2 separate regions of the Gasterosteus aculeatus genome follow, and region 1 is linked to region 2. A link is a contact called in public Hi-C data. All regions are on one chromosome and are shown on one strand. Each heading gives the region's core, a stretch centred on a gene start, on an enhancer-like site or on the middle of the called end of the contact. The rest is flanking DNA. Distances are from core to core; before and after follow the strand shown.

The links. A called contact is a pair of places that touch in the nucleus more often than the background predicts.
Region 1: a contact with region 2 is called in a Hi-C map of skeletal muscle, with 5 times the contacts expected there. The contact joins the promoter of sybu here to the enhancer-like site in region 2. A contact is called at or near these places in 2 of 6 Hi-C or Micro-C datasets (liver and skeletal muscle).

What each region holds. Positions count from the first base shown.
Region 1 is chr20:16,460,302-16,468,058 of fGasAcu3.hap1.1, forward strand. It overlaps sybu (syntabulin (syntaxin-interacting)), which reads left to right and starts at 5,197. Exons shown (of 8, transcript XM_040165031.2): 1 at 5,197-5,490. It overlaps gdf6a (growth differentiation factor 6a), which reads right to left and starts at 3,134. Exons shown (of 2, transcript XM_078094186.1): 1 at 2,620-3,134. The coding sequence starts at 2,980.
Region 2 is chr20:16,400,361-16,407,661 of fGasAcu3.hap1.1, forward strand. No RefSeq gene overlaps it. Among protein-coding and RNA genes, the nearest start is that of eny2, 16 kb to the left of the region's middle. Within about 2 kb of position 4,066, at least 1 of the 9 cell types and tissues checked has open chromatin away from gene starts, as enhancers often do.

The sequences.
Region 1 (7,757 bases), core at 3,947-6,446, 61 kb after region 2:
ATTGTTTCCGTTTCTATCTCAAATTCAAACAAACAAAGATTGCCTACATTTAAGAACTATTGTCATATAAGTTGTAAAATCTGCTTTAAAGGGATATTTAAGTATATTTGTTAGTTTCCCTTCGTGAATCTTGCCAAGTCAAACCATAAAAGCAGATTGGAACCGTGTGCTCGTTTCAGTGACTTCGCGCGTATGGTCTGCATTAGGATTCTTTCTTTTTTTTTATAAGACCTCAAACAAATCGAATGCAAGTTCACCAAACAATTAACAGTTGTGAATTCCCAACTTCCCCATTAAAGCACTTCCCCTCTTATATTTCCTCTCATCCTGCCAACGTCAACATTCCCCTTAAAACGCGCCTGCACGGACGGACTGAGTGACTGCACATACTGTTGGAACCATTGAGAGATATTCGTGTTGACAGTTAAAAAAATGTCGAGGGTTTTCTTAATTTCATTACTATGTAAAAAGCCAATTTTTTCCATTACGCGTGAGATGCTTGACGGTGGATAATTGGGGGGGGGGGGGGGGGGGCTTTATTGCATGGTTAGAACGGCATCCTGTGCACTTTAGTTTGACCTTGTTGCTTGAATTTGATCCAATGCAAAACATATTTTGTCATCTATGCCTCTGTTTTGAGAGAGAGAGCGAGAGAGAGAGGGGGCGATGGGGGGGGGGGGGGGGGGGTGGAGGGGAGGCCGGGTCCTTTAATGAGTTACCCCCAAGTGCCAAAACGAGTTTTCGAATGTGGGTTATTATTTTCTAATCGTGCCTTTTTCTGAACCTCGAGAAACATCCCACCTGGGTTCAGGTCATATACCTTCATACGGGCGAGAGCCCAAGAAGCCGTAGATCACTTTGTGAAACCCGTTTCTGCTTGGATAAACAACGCGTAAAGGACGTAGAACCTGTTACTTTACGCGTCAAAAGCGGCCCCGTATGGATTTATTCCCTGAATGAAATAAGCAGGGGTCTGCAGGTTAATGCAAAGTAACATTTTAGGGATGCTGTGAGGAATTCCGCCAGAAACCAAAGGCAGTTAAGCTGAAAAAACAAGAAGGAAAAAAATAATTTTCCGTGATTAAAGGGGCGCTCGCAAAGGGAGGTTCAACAGTAAAAAAAAAAAAGAGAAAAAAGAAAAAGAGAAAGAAAACACCTCACAGTGGAGGAAGTGCTCTTTCATTTTTCGCTCCTCATCTCTTTTTTTTGGTGATGTGCCCACCGTGGCCGAGCTGGGTCGTTATGGAAGAATAGACAGTGTTGGATATGTTATGACATGAACACTCAATTAGATCACCGAGTTCAAATACTCCAATCAGCCGTTCAATGGCAAGCAGCTCTCTGAGGGTCCAGCTCGGGGTCAGAGCCAGTGACACATCACATCAGAATCATGGGAGAAAGTGAGGCATTTTCCTATCACATCCGCTCACACTGCAAAAAAAAAAAATGGCCACACGGACGAGCCTTTTATCTTCATAATTAGTCCTTTAACTCTTTTCCCCCGTCTCAAAAAGAGCGTGTGAAAAAACACAACGTATTATATTTCAATGAGGTTTTTTTTTAAAGCAAAACGCATTAAATATTGAAATCAACTGTTATAATTTCCAAGCATTTCCTTGTCTTGAAAAAGAAGTCGATTTGCTGAGCAGACTACTTCCATGTATGTAGCTATCAACGGGGTTTACGCAGCAGACTCTGGACCAAATAAGTTGATGATGGATATTTTTTGCAGGGCACATTCTCGGAGCGTGAGGGGGGTTAGTGGGGAAAGGGGGGGGGGGGGGCGCAAACAAAGATATATTTTATTTCTCCTACAAAGATTAACTCGGTTTATGTCCCTTTGTGTTCATAAGATGTTTGCTCTCGCAGGCCGGTCGAATCACCTGGTTACAACATGTTAAACTGGCCCAAACACCTGCTTCTCACACCAACAAGCTCTGCCTTGGCCCCCCGGCTCCCTTTGTCAGCACAAGTTGGCCAAACTGGGCAGCATAATGTCCACTGACTGGATTTTCAGAGGAGTTTGGGGAGGTTAGCCCCTGCTCGTAATTTCAAAAGTCAAAAAAAAATGTTTTCAATGTTTGCGTGTAGTGATTCATTTAAAAAAAAATCGGATATGAAACAACCACTGAAGTGAAAAAAGCTGCTTCTCTGTATTCACGTGGAGGGAGCGGAGTCGTTTTTGCTGCCGTTTGCTGACAGTGATTTACTGCCTTCGTTTAGATAGCGCCTTCATTAGTGTTTTACTGTCGTGTAACCCAGAGGTTATTTAAGTGTAATATAAGTTAATACTTGGGGAAAGATACCGGTTCCGTCAGCTGTTCGGTCAATTTAACCCAACACAATCACATAACTACTGAATGTGCAACATACAATCCTGCAGCTTTCTGACGTTTCTTTTGAAAAACGTGTTAATATTTCTTATGGGTGTTTGTAACTATTCGCTTGATTTAAATCGTGCGTAAAAACCGCCGCCGCGGGCTTCTGTTTCTGTACTATGCACGTCTGTCATTTTAAGCCACATTTCACGAAGGGGAATATTACACCAGTCTTTTGAGAAAACCCCGCGTCACTGAATTATGCAAGAACGGGCAGAGCCGGCAACGGACTGAAACCAACCTGTTCCTCTGTCCACAAAACTTGTTATGGTGTTGGCAGATTTAGAGGAGCGGAAAAAGCTTGCGTTTAGTCCGAGCTTCTCTGCAGCCGAGTATGTCCTGTATATGGAGAGCATGTATTCATGGGGCACAATAGCGTCCTTTAGGTCGTCCTTGTGATGGCCCACGACCGGGTGCGTAGACGCGAGGATGTCTTTTAGGATCTTGGATGACCTTTGTCCGTCCCGATGAGAGATCCGGGCCCCCCGGACTCTCCTCGGCGCAGAGGGGGAGATGATAGCAGCAGACTGGAAACACGGTATATTCCCAAGGAAAGAAAGGAGCAGCCCCAAATAGAGCGTTAAGAGTCTTGATGCGTCCATGGCTGAATGAGTCCCAGGAAGATAGAAACTCCCGCTCAGTAAAGTTGGATTCGAGGGGCAGCCGCAGTTGGGGAGGGGTGTTTCGCGTAAAGGGTTGGAGAAGTGCTGCTTTTGCGCCCTCCAGTCGCATCAGAAGAAGTGCGTTTTGCGCTCTGGACTGCACAGAAGAGCGGAGGCTGTCGGGCTGAGGGAAACACGCCCACACGGTCGGTCGGTGCAGGAGTTCTCAAACGATTTCATGTCACAGACGCGCTCGAGAGCCAACGGACACAGACACTTTAGTCCATGTGGGAAAGTTATTGTTGGAGGTGGAGGTTTAGCAGCCACTTGCTAATCTCATCTAAACTTTCCAGATAGTTGAGGTTTTCTTTTTTTTGATGACAATAGATGTGGACAACTAGTACTAGATAAAGCAATGCAATTAAACTGCTCCTTCCTTGGAAAGATATTTTAGAGAAATGGTTAAGACAACAATTCGTATACTTCTGAGCTGCAGATACTTCCACTACTGCAGCGGTCCAAAGTTTACCAAAGTAGATGCGGGTCCAAAACAAAGAGTTAACGTCCTTATCACAGGTACGAAAGTGTATAGCGACACGTCAAATCAGATTAGATAAGATTTACGCGCAGATAAACTGAAAAGATGCACACATCGTGTCTTGGGTGATCATAAAGCAATGGCATTATTTTTGAAGAAATATACATTATTTAAATGGATTTAACAGTAATGAGTAACAAGCAATGAGGAATTTAAGGAATGATTATGTGTGGGGCGGATAGCATTTTAAGAGGAGAAGGATAATAAACGGAAGGGAAAAGGTCTGCATTTTATTTATTTATTATCACTTCGATGTAATCACAATACCCCCCCCTCACACACACACACACACACCACACAACACTCGCACACAAACTATTTATTTTTAATGTTGAGTCACTCGAAATCACCAAACATGTTTTAAATTACACGGGTGACCTCTAGCGGACATTAGTAGTTATTACAACCCAATGTCCAAATGCTACGTTCACGTCCTCCAAGACAATCTGCCTGTGTGTACGAGCCTCTAATGTTTGTTTCACAGCAGTGAAAACATGCTAGTTAAATACACATATAGAGAATATAACAACGACTTACAAGGTTGTCAAACAAAAAGTCAAAATAATGTGCAATGAAGTCAAGGTGACGGTTGTTTAACTTCTGTTAAACATCTGTTAAACAACCAGTTCTGCCAATGGCAGAAAACATCAAGTTGGAACATGTTATCTCCATGTTACCTGAAAGTGTCATCAAAGCAAGCGAACACGTGCCACCACCCATCAGATTTGTACTTTCCTAATGTCCTAATGATGAATCGATGATGTTTTTGTCTGACTCTTTGAAGCAACCGGAGCTCACCATGTCAAACATACATCTTGTACCACGTGCAGTTACTTGCCATATTACAAAGGCACGTGTTCACGTGTGTTTAATCTGCTCCGGAACAATTGAACCGGCGAACGGTATACGGTGGACGGGGGAGGGGGGTGCGCCAAAGTTGGTACCCCCAACTGCGGGCCGGATATGGCCCGCGGGCCGGAGTTTGAGACCCCCTGCTCTACTCCTTAAAAACAGCTGTGAGTTGCAGTAATACAAGCCATAGTGATGGGGGTCTTATGTCAATCCATGCAGAACCCAGTCTAACTTACTTTTAATGGTGGATGTCTCTGCAGACACTATGTTCACGTCTGTTCAAAATGCTGTACACAGAGATCCATGGCACCACGTGCTTCCTTAGGACTATGGTGACTGACAATCTACCACTGCATTCCCAAACTCATTCATTATTAATGTTTACTTTACAGAATGGGTACGTGTCACCGCGATAAATTTGCATTTAATGCGCATGCGCTGAACGGGAGTATCGCGCGCCTCCAGGATTTCAGCACCACGGAGAGCAAACACGCGCATCACTGTATACATAGTTAGACCCCCTGCGTACGTTCAACACAAACTATATGAAACATGGTTGCATCTGACATCACATTACGTCACTCAGTCAAAATAATAACATTTAAGAAATACGACATTCCACAAATCTAGAGCCGTTACGACAAACATTCGGTATAATATGAAATTAGGACATTTTCATGTCACGTGTGTCATGTGGAAACATAGATATTTCGCTTTCTATGAAGTGTTTCCATTGCATGTTGATCACATGCCAGGTTGCCATATAAACACGTCGCGTGCGTTGCAGCCTGCGTACCAGCCCGTGGGCTGTGAGTGGTTGAGTCGAGCCTCTCGCGTTATGTAACGCGCTCGGGATGGTACGGTCGTGTCGCGCGTGCACCGTCAGTGGTCTCGCTTCCTGTCCAATTGCGTGAGTCCTCAGTGTGCACGCAGCTCTCTCCCCCAGCGAGCAGCAGATCGGAGGCTGCCACCGCCGGAGCACCAGCAGCGGAACGACCCCTTTGTGCTTCACCGACTGACGCGCGTCTCCTCTGCAAGGAAAACACCGTCACACATCCAGGCAAGCATGGCAATCTTTTCAAGATCATTTCAAAGCAACTCATCATCACCGTTGGTCGAAAAAATCGAAGAAAATAAAATAAACTATTGGAAGGGTGGGAGGAGGTGGGGTGAATGTTGTTTTGAAGTTCAAGAACGATTCTTTCGTCGAATCAACCACACACACCAGCATCCATGTTTTGGGTGAAATGAGGACGCGTGACGTATGAAGTTGGATGTTTACGGCATCTTCATTGCTCAGAATCACAAGTCAAATTCGAATGCCTTTTTTTTCTATAGAGGGGAAGAAACAAACATTCCCAGCAGCGTCATCGTCAGATGAAACAAAACCAAATTCCCCATCGTTGCATGCACCATAGTAGAATACAACAGTAAGTTATTTCAAGGCAGGGCGGAAGAAAACGCTTCATTGTAAGAGGATGTCAAGAGTGGGAAGTCAGATCCGGCTTATATTTTAAAATGGCTTTGAAGTGAGCTGTGGAAAAGAAAAGGGAGAGATGTAAACATGTGGGAGGGGCTTTTCAATAGAGGACTGTGTCTTTGTTTGGTTTGATATCAATTTAGTTCGTTATTTTAAATTTTCACGTTAAATCTGAAATATTAGGAGAGCGTTATGTATTTGTAAATGGGTGCTAAAACAGAGAATTGATGCCATAGAAGTTTGTCATCTTGTCAACAGTCGTCTTTTTTTGTATGATTGAAAAACTAATAAACATCTAAGACTCCAATCGAATCAGTGTTGGAATTGGCTTCAATAAGATTTATGCTCCCTAGGATGATCACTGAAAATCAATGATCATCACAATGATGACGCAATCTCAAGTGATGCAAACAATGTGCTCAAAAGAATGAAATCGGTCCATTTTCAGAGAACAGGTTTCCTTTGTTTGGAAATAGATGGTAAGTTAAGATCACACAGCATCGAATGTCGTCATCGCTGAAATTACACAATTTAACAGATGGACTGAGGGGGTTGATATCAAAAACGAATAAACAGCTTTCACATTAGTGAGTTATCAACATTAAAAAGCTCAAAGACTGGGATGGATTTAGGGAATTCATCATTCACGCCCACGCCATGCTGTTTTGAGAGCAGACCATCTGGATATGGGAAACGGCCTCAGCGGAGGCTTAAAGACTTGTTTACCCGTCATGTACGCATGATGTCAGCATCCCACCCGCTTTATCCGCCTTCCCCCGTCCATCTACTTCCTGATCCAGCCACTTTTACCCGTGGTTGAGTTTTTGGAGTGAGTGTGTATCGCAGGTAGATGGGAGGACTTATGTCATGCTCAAGTGAGCTGAAAATCCGGTGTTTGCAAGTTAGATAATGCTTAGCCCGTCGCCCAGTGGGGAGCCAATCAACGTGGTCTGGAGTCATGCAGAGAATCTGGGTGCATAATCCTTCTATACATGGGCTAGTTGTGGACAAGAAAAATTGGCAAAAAAATGCCCCCAAAGCTCAGATAAAAACCAATTATTAATTACAGTGCATGGGCAGGCGTCTGTATCCAAATACCTGACAGGGTGTGATGTTACAAGCTGCCGCCCGTGGACAGTCTGATTTCTGACGTATGATTCTTCATGTTCCAATGAAGCCTCATGCATTTCCTGCAAAGTGTGCATGCATGGATTTATAAAAATCACTTCCTAAAATAGAAAAATGTCACTCTCCCCTCATGTTTAACATGTTTATTTAATTATGTCAGCCCGTGATCGTTCATTAGCTTTCTACCAGCGCACATAATCCTGAATAACTCTTTGGAAGAATTATTTTGACAACCAGCATCGTGTCCTTTTTAGAACCTGTTGTCTGCACTGTTTGTTTCTTTTCTTTAGGCTGCAAACGCTGGCTCAAGGACACAATGTTCACGCTGAAAAACACTGTGCAGCTGAATGGCAAACACCCCCACATCACTCCGCTACATTCTATTATTTTTCTTAGTGAAGGACAGCGTCTCCGGATGCGTAGAAGAAGGCTTCACTGTTCGCAGATTTGCACAAAATAAATCCCATGTAGCTGGATTTGTTTTTTGGAGCTCTTCGCCCTCGGTTGCTAAGGCTGTTGCTAGGGCACGGCTGTGGTTGCTCTGCCCTGCTTGGTGCCTATAATCTGATGCTGCTGTGCCAGTGCTTCAGGCAGCCGTGCAATGCCACAGTGTGATGATGCTGTCGATGCCTGAAAATAAAAATGAAACTGCGGGCAAGGTGTTCTTGGCCACACAGCACGCAAATCTATTTTCAAGGCTGATGAAAAAAAAACAGGTT
Region 2 (7,301 bases), core at 2,816-5,315:
TCAATAACATAGAACACTTCCTGGCTTTGGGAGTTTGGTTTTGAATTATCTCTGTTTTGTAAAAACAACATTACAACCGGAATTGATCAAATGAAAACCTTCCCCCTTTTTCTCAGCGTGTCTGAATGATCTCCAGAGTCCCACCTGAGTGTTTTGGGTGACAACCTGAGCAACACCTGAGGGGAGTCGGGAAAGCCTCCAGAGGTCCCGAATGGCTTCAATTAAGAGAACAATTGCTTTAGTCACATAATTATGAGCTCAGGGTGACTAAATGCTAAATGCCCTGAAGGAGCACAGCTGAAAATCTCTGGCATCCCATTCAATGTGGTCCTCCCACCCCCTGCTGCTCATTACTGAGACCACCAACTGGGAGCAACATTACTGAAATGAGCAACGCAGCGCTGCAACAGTCACAAGTTATTCAGTGCGAAGGGACAAGCAAAGGGGCCGTTGAGTTCAGATGTTTGTTTTTTATTATATCATACTGTTCATTAGTGGTGGGAAAGGTGGTGACTTCTTTACAGAAGTCGGAATATCAACACTACAGTGTACAAATAATCTGTCAAAAGCAAAAGTACTGCATTCAAGTACAAGTCGAATAACAATGAAATGTTGCACAAAACACGTAGTTTGTGAATCTGGTCTAAAGGATTAGAAAACACACACAGAGCTACACTAAAAATGAATATAGACAAATGTGTTGTAGGTTGGTTGTTTTAGTTTTCACTATTGTCCCGTGTGTAATGTGCAACATGTGCTTTGTTAGATGCATGATTAATGGGACGGCCGCTGATAGAAACCCGTCGCCAGAGGCTTTGCTGCATTTTTGTAAGAATTTATTGTCTTTTCATGTTTATCACTGAAGCAGGTGTAAGTCAGGGGCATGTGACAGTACAGAGTTACATGTTGGTCATGCAAAGAAAAGTGATTAAATAAAAAAACAAATGAACGTTTGGATTTCTGCTGGTTTAGCACTTTTTAAACAGGCGCAATTAAAGTTTTTCTTAGAATTTGCCCTGATGATGAAACATCCGGGGATCAGTTGATAACAATTGACCCATTGCATAATTCCCTGACAGAATGTTGAGGAACGATTATGATTATAGCATTATACACAGTTAATGGAAAAGCTCTTGATAAATGGTCCAATAATCTTTTAAGTTATCCTTATGTATACAGTTTGTGGAGCGATAAGCTGTGGAATCAATCATTTGATGTGCTCACGTTTGTGAAATCCTTCTCACATGCCAGAGGGTTTCGGGACCAACTCGCTCACACGTTCCACAGGTCTTCACTCGCCTGCTTGCCGAGTGCAGCGCCGGGCACCCTAAATGCACGCAAATACATATTTAATATGTTTACCCTCACAAGTGGACGAAGTCGCCAGCCATCTTGGGTAAGCCGTTACGGTTTGCGGGGTCCAGCAGAGCGGCCCACCTCCACTCGGCTCGAGCTTTGCTTTGGCAAGAGGATTTCTCCTTGGAGAGGAATGAATGTGCAAATGTGTTACAGGTGGGATTCGTTAAACTGAGACCTGGCACATTGGTACTCGCTGTGCACAATTACCATGTTACCAAACCAGGGAGCTGAGGAATGCTAACATAAAGCTACACTTTTAGACGAGTACATTTCTACCACGAAAGAAAATGGAAAGGTGTACGTGTACACAAATACAATGCAAATGACAAACGTACGCTCATGCACCATCTGCATCCAGTAAAGGGTGATTCCACTGCTCACCAATGAGCTCTTAAAAAGAAATTATTTATCAAACAATCAGTTTGTTCATGAGAAAGTTCAAATTTGAAGCTGTCAATAGAACATATTTTAGAAATAAATACAAGTTCTTTAACATTTGTCATCATGTAAGCACTGGCGCTAAGAGTAATGCTTCTGATGTTCACTGAGCTGAGGTCACATCACAGAGCGTTCTTACAGAAAGTCCCCCACTGAGACCGTCGCAGAACTAAAGGCATTATTGTGTGGTGATACTGAATATGTAAGAAGTAAGTGGAAACTGAAGGTGTGCAACAGATTTTAATAATCTCTGACAACTAAAATGCATGGAATTTGTTTGCAGTGTTGGAAGCAATGAAGTCTTGGACCTCACTGCGCTAATGGGAACTGGCTTGCATAGTTGTGTGCTTTTTGATTTAATTTGAGGCATATTTAAAATGTTCTCTTGTAAACTCTTGGACTGGCAGCTGGATTTCCTCTCAACTTACGTACGCTTGTGCGTTCTCTGTAATGAGTGTGTATACTGTATGTATATCAGAAGGATACAAACTTGACTGCATGTTTGACTTGTATAAGTGAGCCCATGTAAAAAAACAAAACATTTCTCTTAAAAATAAGAAATGGAACTCATGATCAGGGTTTAACCGCTTAGGGTGGCTAATGTCCACAAACATTATTAAACTATTTTGCAGATTGTGCTAGTGTCCCATGTAGCATTAGCATTATTCCATATTGTGCCTCCAGTGACGGCTGCTCAGCTACAGGAACAGGCCTGCTCTAAATAATATATACATATAACGGTTCTATTCTTTACCTCACTTACAGCAAGTCTACAGAATAAATTAATCCTAAAGCTGACTCATTAATGGTAATTAAAAACAAATACATGCAGCTATTGACAGACATCTTACTATTAAGAAAGGAATCCCTCCGTGTGTTTATTTGCATATCTCGAGAACCGCCCATCCATTACAACATTTTGGAAACACAAAACATTCAATACTATACTGTATTATTTTAAACAAATAATTGCATCATGTTGTCCTGATGTTTTTTTTTTTATTTACTCCTCATTCATAAATAAAATGATTTGGTTAATAGGACCACTGTAGACAAACAAACACACACATACATTTAACACCGCTGGACACCCATGCGTCAGTCAACCTACCGTCTACCCTTCACACCTGGTGATCAGGGCCGGCTGCGTTCGAGTGACCTGCTTCCCAGAGTCCACAGCCGGATAATTATTTCCAGTTGCAATTAGAATAGCCGCAAGAATTCTTTTTTTCTCTGCGAGCAAAGGGGATCAGCGAATATCCTTTCCCCTGGTCTTTGCTTGTCTGACACGCTTGTATAAATACCTTCCACCTGGTCATGGGAGTGTCTTTGGGGGGGCTATCAAAGCATTCATAAAAATCAAGACGTATGTGACATCCAGTGGATTTCCCCCCACGCCGCACACGGCAGGCCAACTCAGAACTGGGGTAAAGTTTCCCCTCTTTTCCTCCCCGAGTAGCGGCTGATGCCTGATTGACTGTGATGGGCGTTTTTTTACGCCCTGCACGTGTTGTTCCGCTGCTCGGCCCCCGGCTTCATCGTCTGCCTTGTCAGCGTGGTGTTTCTCTGGCCTCTGCTGCTGCTGCTGCTGACTTTAATGTGAGTTTGTGTTTCAAAAACCTGACCTCTGAGCATTCCCATGCTCACGTACTTCCCTGCTTTGTTCTTAAATAAGTCTCTCGGTGCAGAGCTCTCCTTTCCCCCCTGCGTTTTTCGTTTACAGATTAGGACCTGTGTCGGCGGGTGTAGAAACACAGCGAGAGGCAATTGGATATTAGGAACATGACTGTGAATGAAAGAATCTGCATGTGTTGATCTGTCTGAATGGCTGAGCGGCTCGGCTTGCGTGTGAAACATTTATAAAGTTGGGACTGATGACACGCACACTCGTATCTGGTGATCAGAAACTCTGGGAAGGCTGCCTGACTCCTGTGTGTTCAGCCCTGAAAAAGCTGATTTTTCTTTTAGAAAAACGAAAGAAATGAAAATGAAGCAGATTCGTGGGGGAAGGCATTTCTTTGTGTGGTTTAAAACGTTAACCTTTATAAATTATTTAATAAGGTCCTGTATATTTATGTGCTTCATGCTAGTGTGCAGCTCTGTGTAACTATGGATTTTTTTTTTCTCCATCTGATCATAGATTCATTCTTAATACTTTGGAATTCAACCACGGGTTGCAGTGGCCCTGTCAATCCTGTAGGGGACAGTGTTTGTTTTACTCAACAGGGTCCGACTCTGGCCATAACTGGGCATATATGGTGCAGGTGAGAGCAAAGACTCCTGGGCCAGCCTGCAGAGATGGCTGCATACTTTCCATTCTTTAATGAAGCCCCCTCAATGACTCCTGCAGCACTTAAAGCACACACACACACACACACACACACACACACACATACACACACACACACGCTTTCCACTGGAGCACAAGCCCTGATAATAGATTCCACATAGGAAGCCTGTGAAGTATTTCAAAATGCCAAACTGCTGTGAGGGTGTAGACGTTTGAAGGACACTAATGTAGGAGCTGAGGCCTAATATAAACAGCATTATTCACATGAAAGCCAGGCCTCGGCCATTAGGGCTTTTCGGAGAGGTGGCACTTCTCCGCCCGCAACCTAATGGCACTTCTCCTTTAAACATGCAGATCCGTGTATACATCGATTGCTTTGCAATCCATCTTTTCGTGAGACAATCAGCAGTAAAAAGACATCTTCCGATTTCCGGGTTCTCGTCAAATCTTGACACAAGTCTTCATCCAAACCACACTACTTTATTTCATGTCAGAGCGTGTACTTTCTGTTTGATACAACTAGCCTTCTATCTCTTAATAACAATATCAATATCGGGCTGAGAAGTATGTGTAGCAACTGTTCAAAAACATCTCAACAGCTCTCTTCCATTGTAGCCCAGTTCATCTTTGAGGCCTGTAACTCAAAACCACGTGGAGAAATGTAGCTGGATCGGTCTCTCGCAAAATGATTAATCCCGTATAAAACCAGCCATCTATCTGGGAGAAGCTTTTCAACTTCTTGTGAGGCAAAGGCAGCAGAGCTGACCACTATCAGCAGCAGATCCCCGCGGCCGTCCCACCGGCAGCAGATCAAAACATCCTTGTGTTCTTTGAGGAGAGTCGAACCGGAAGAAGCGGGGAGGAACATACAGCAAAGGGGAGGCGAGATGAGGATGAATAACACATTTCCTTTTTGGCTGCAGTTACAACGTCCCTCTCAATAGGAAATCCAACAAATGAAAGGATTTTCTTAGTTACAGATGACAAAGATCCATTTGATTTGGATGCTTCTCGCCAGCCAGAAGAAGTAAGACCTGCCTTTTAACCGTTTGGTTTGATCTGGGAGATTTGGGGGGACGGCGGGGTTGGTTGTTGATCGTCTGTTTTTGGCCTCACCGCTCCACGTTCATCATGTCAACGCATTGAACAACTTTCACTGGGTTTTATGGGACTTTATTTAATCTGAGACTGAATTTGGTGTTGTAGGAGTTGCGCAGAAAGATGTACAAGTTGAGGTTGCTGTGTTTACACAAATACAAAAGGAAACTCCGAGGAGGCATTTCTGAGTTCTTTTTAAAGGGGATTTATACCAACCGTTGACTTGTTTGGGTTAAATCCCGCGGTACCACTCTGCGACCCGTCCGCTGGCCGGGCCCTTCCAAGATTAAAGGTGAACATGGGGGCAAATCACTCGTCAAGTCAGAAACACTCACCGTCAAGTTCCCACTGTGCCCTTACAGCACAGACACACACAAATACACACCCATCCGTCCCCGTGTACCACAACCAAGCAAGGAGTGAGGCTGAGGATGCAGGACCATTAAAAGCCAGATGATCATTTTCAGTTCTTTTGTACATGGAGTTTGTTGGCCAGAGATGATGTATTGGAACGTTTAGATGAATGTGAAGGATTTACCCATTAATAGGGAGGAGTCATGTAACCAACATAATTGGAAGTGGAAAAAGTGTGAATAGAAGTTCATCGACGCCCTGGGAGATATATATTTTTCTATATTCCTTGGCCGGACGCAACAATTTCCCAGTTTCCACTGGTAATGCACGGCAAGCTCAGGGTGACTACAAGACTCGAGGAGTCGCTGCGCTCTCTGACAAGGTTCTGGTAGCACTTTGTTGCCTTTAGACAGAGGCAGGCTCGCTGGTTCCCAACAGTCGTTATGCAAAGACCCTCTGCTGGCTTCATATTACTTTACAGAGGTGGGTATAATTAATATATTTTCTAAATAATCAAACTATTCCTTCATGTGACTATAGCGCAGTATGCGATCAGAGCACTATATTTCAGTCTGGCTGTGATTGGGAAAAACATTTGGCTTGCAACCTTTGTGTTATGAATATGTTTAGGCACAGATGTGGTTGGGTTAAAGTCTTTCAACACCCCAAACAGAGGGAAATTTGGAGATAAGAGGCCCACTGAAACTGTAGGAGGCCGAGCATAGGCGGGTCATAATGGGGGACTGACGAGTGACAATATGTATAAGTCAAAATTAGTTAGAAAAAAAAAAAATGCAACGACAGAACAAAAGAAAGTTCACGTGTTAGAAGCTGATCTAATTTCAAGAACGTTTTTTTACTCCAACAGAACAACAAGCATTTGCTCGTGTTACTAAGAGACTTTGGTATTTGTTATTTTCCTGTTGAAGTGCTAAGTCTAAAATGTCTTTACTGTACATCCCACCTGATGAACTATAAGCTACAGTTCTCCTGATGCGAGTTCTCACTGCAGTTGAAATGACAGATTGGTTTTCCATTTCACAGTTCATTTTAAATTGCCCGTGAAAGTGTTCTGGCAGCGGCTGAACATGAAAATATTTGTTTCAAGTCTTCTGGTTTCCGGGTAAGCTACAGCAAGTCACGTCCTTTTAAAGGGTTAGATTGTTTTGAATATTGCTCAATGGACTGTAATTGGGTTAATTCTTTTTTTCATTTTTTAGACTCAGTTCCAGGAACAGTGTGAAAAGAAATGTCCTAAACTCAAAGAGCAGAAAAAGGAGGGCAAGGAAACATGAAAAAAACTGCAGTGTAGCTGGAGGGACAAAGACACGTTTAAAGGAGAACGAGCCAAATCTTTAGCATCGCATTTCAGCCAATGGTAGAAAAGAAAAACCTCCGGCAGCACAATTGTATACTTTTTAGGAAATTAAGCATTTTACTTTCTCAAACTATCAAATCTCTCATGGGCATTGTTTCCATCCACGGCCGACACCTTTTTCTTTCCAAATAAATCTGATAAACCCACCTGTCCAGGACAGAACAGCATCGTCTAAGTTGGCCATGACTGATGAACATATAGCAGAGCATTCAACAGCTCCAAAGGTTTAATAAAATAGCAGAATAAAGATGTGGGGTGTACAAAAACACAACTCCAAATGAGTTTGATGTCATTTGCAAATGGCAAATTGTTATGGAGCTGCAGTTATAAATAAAAGCATGATTTGTAACTCTTTATTCCACTCTAATAAATTCAAAACCACCT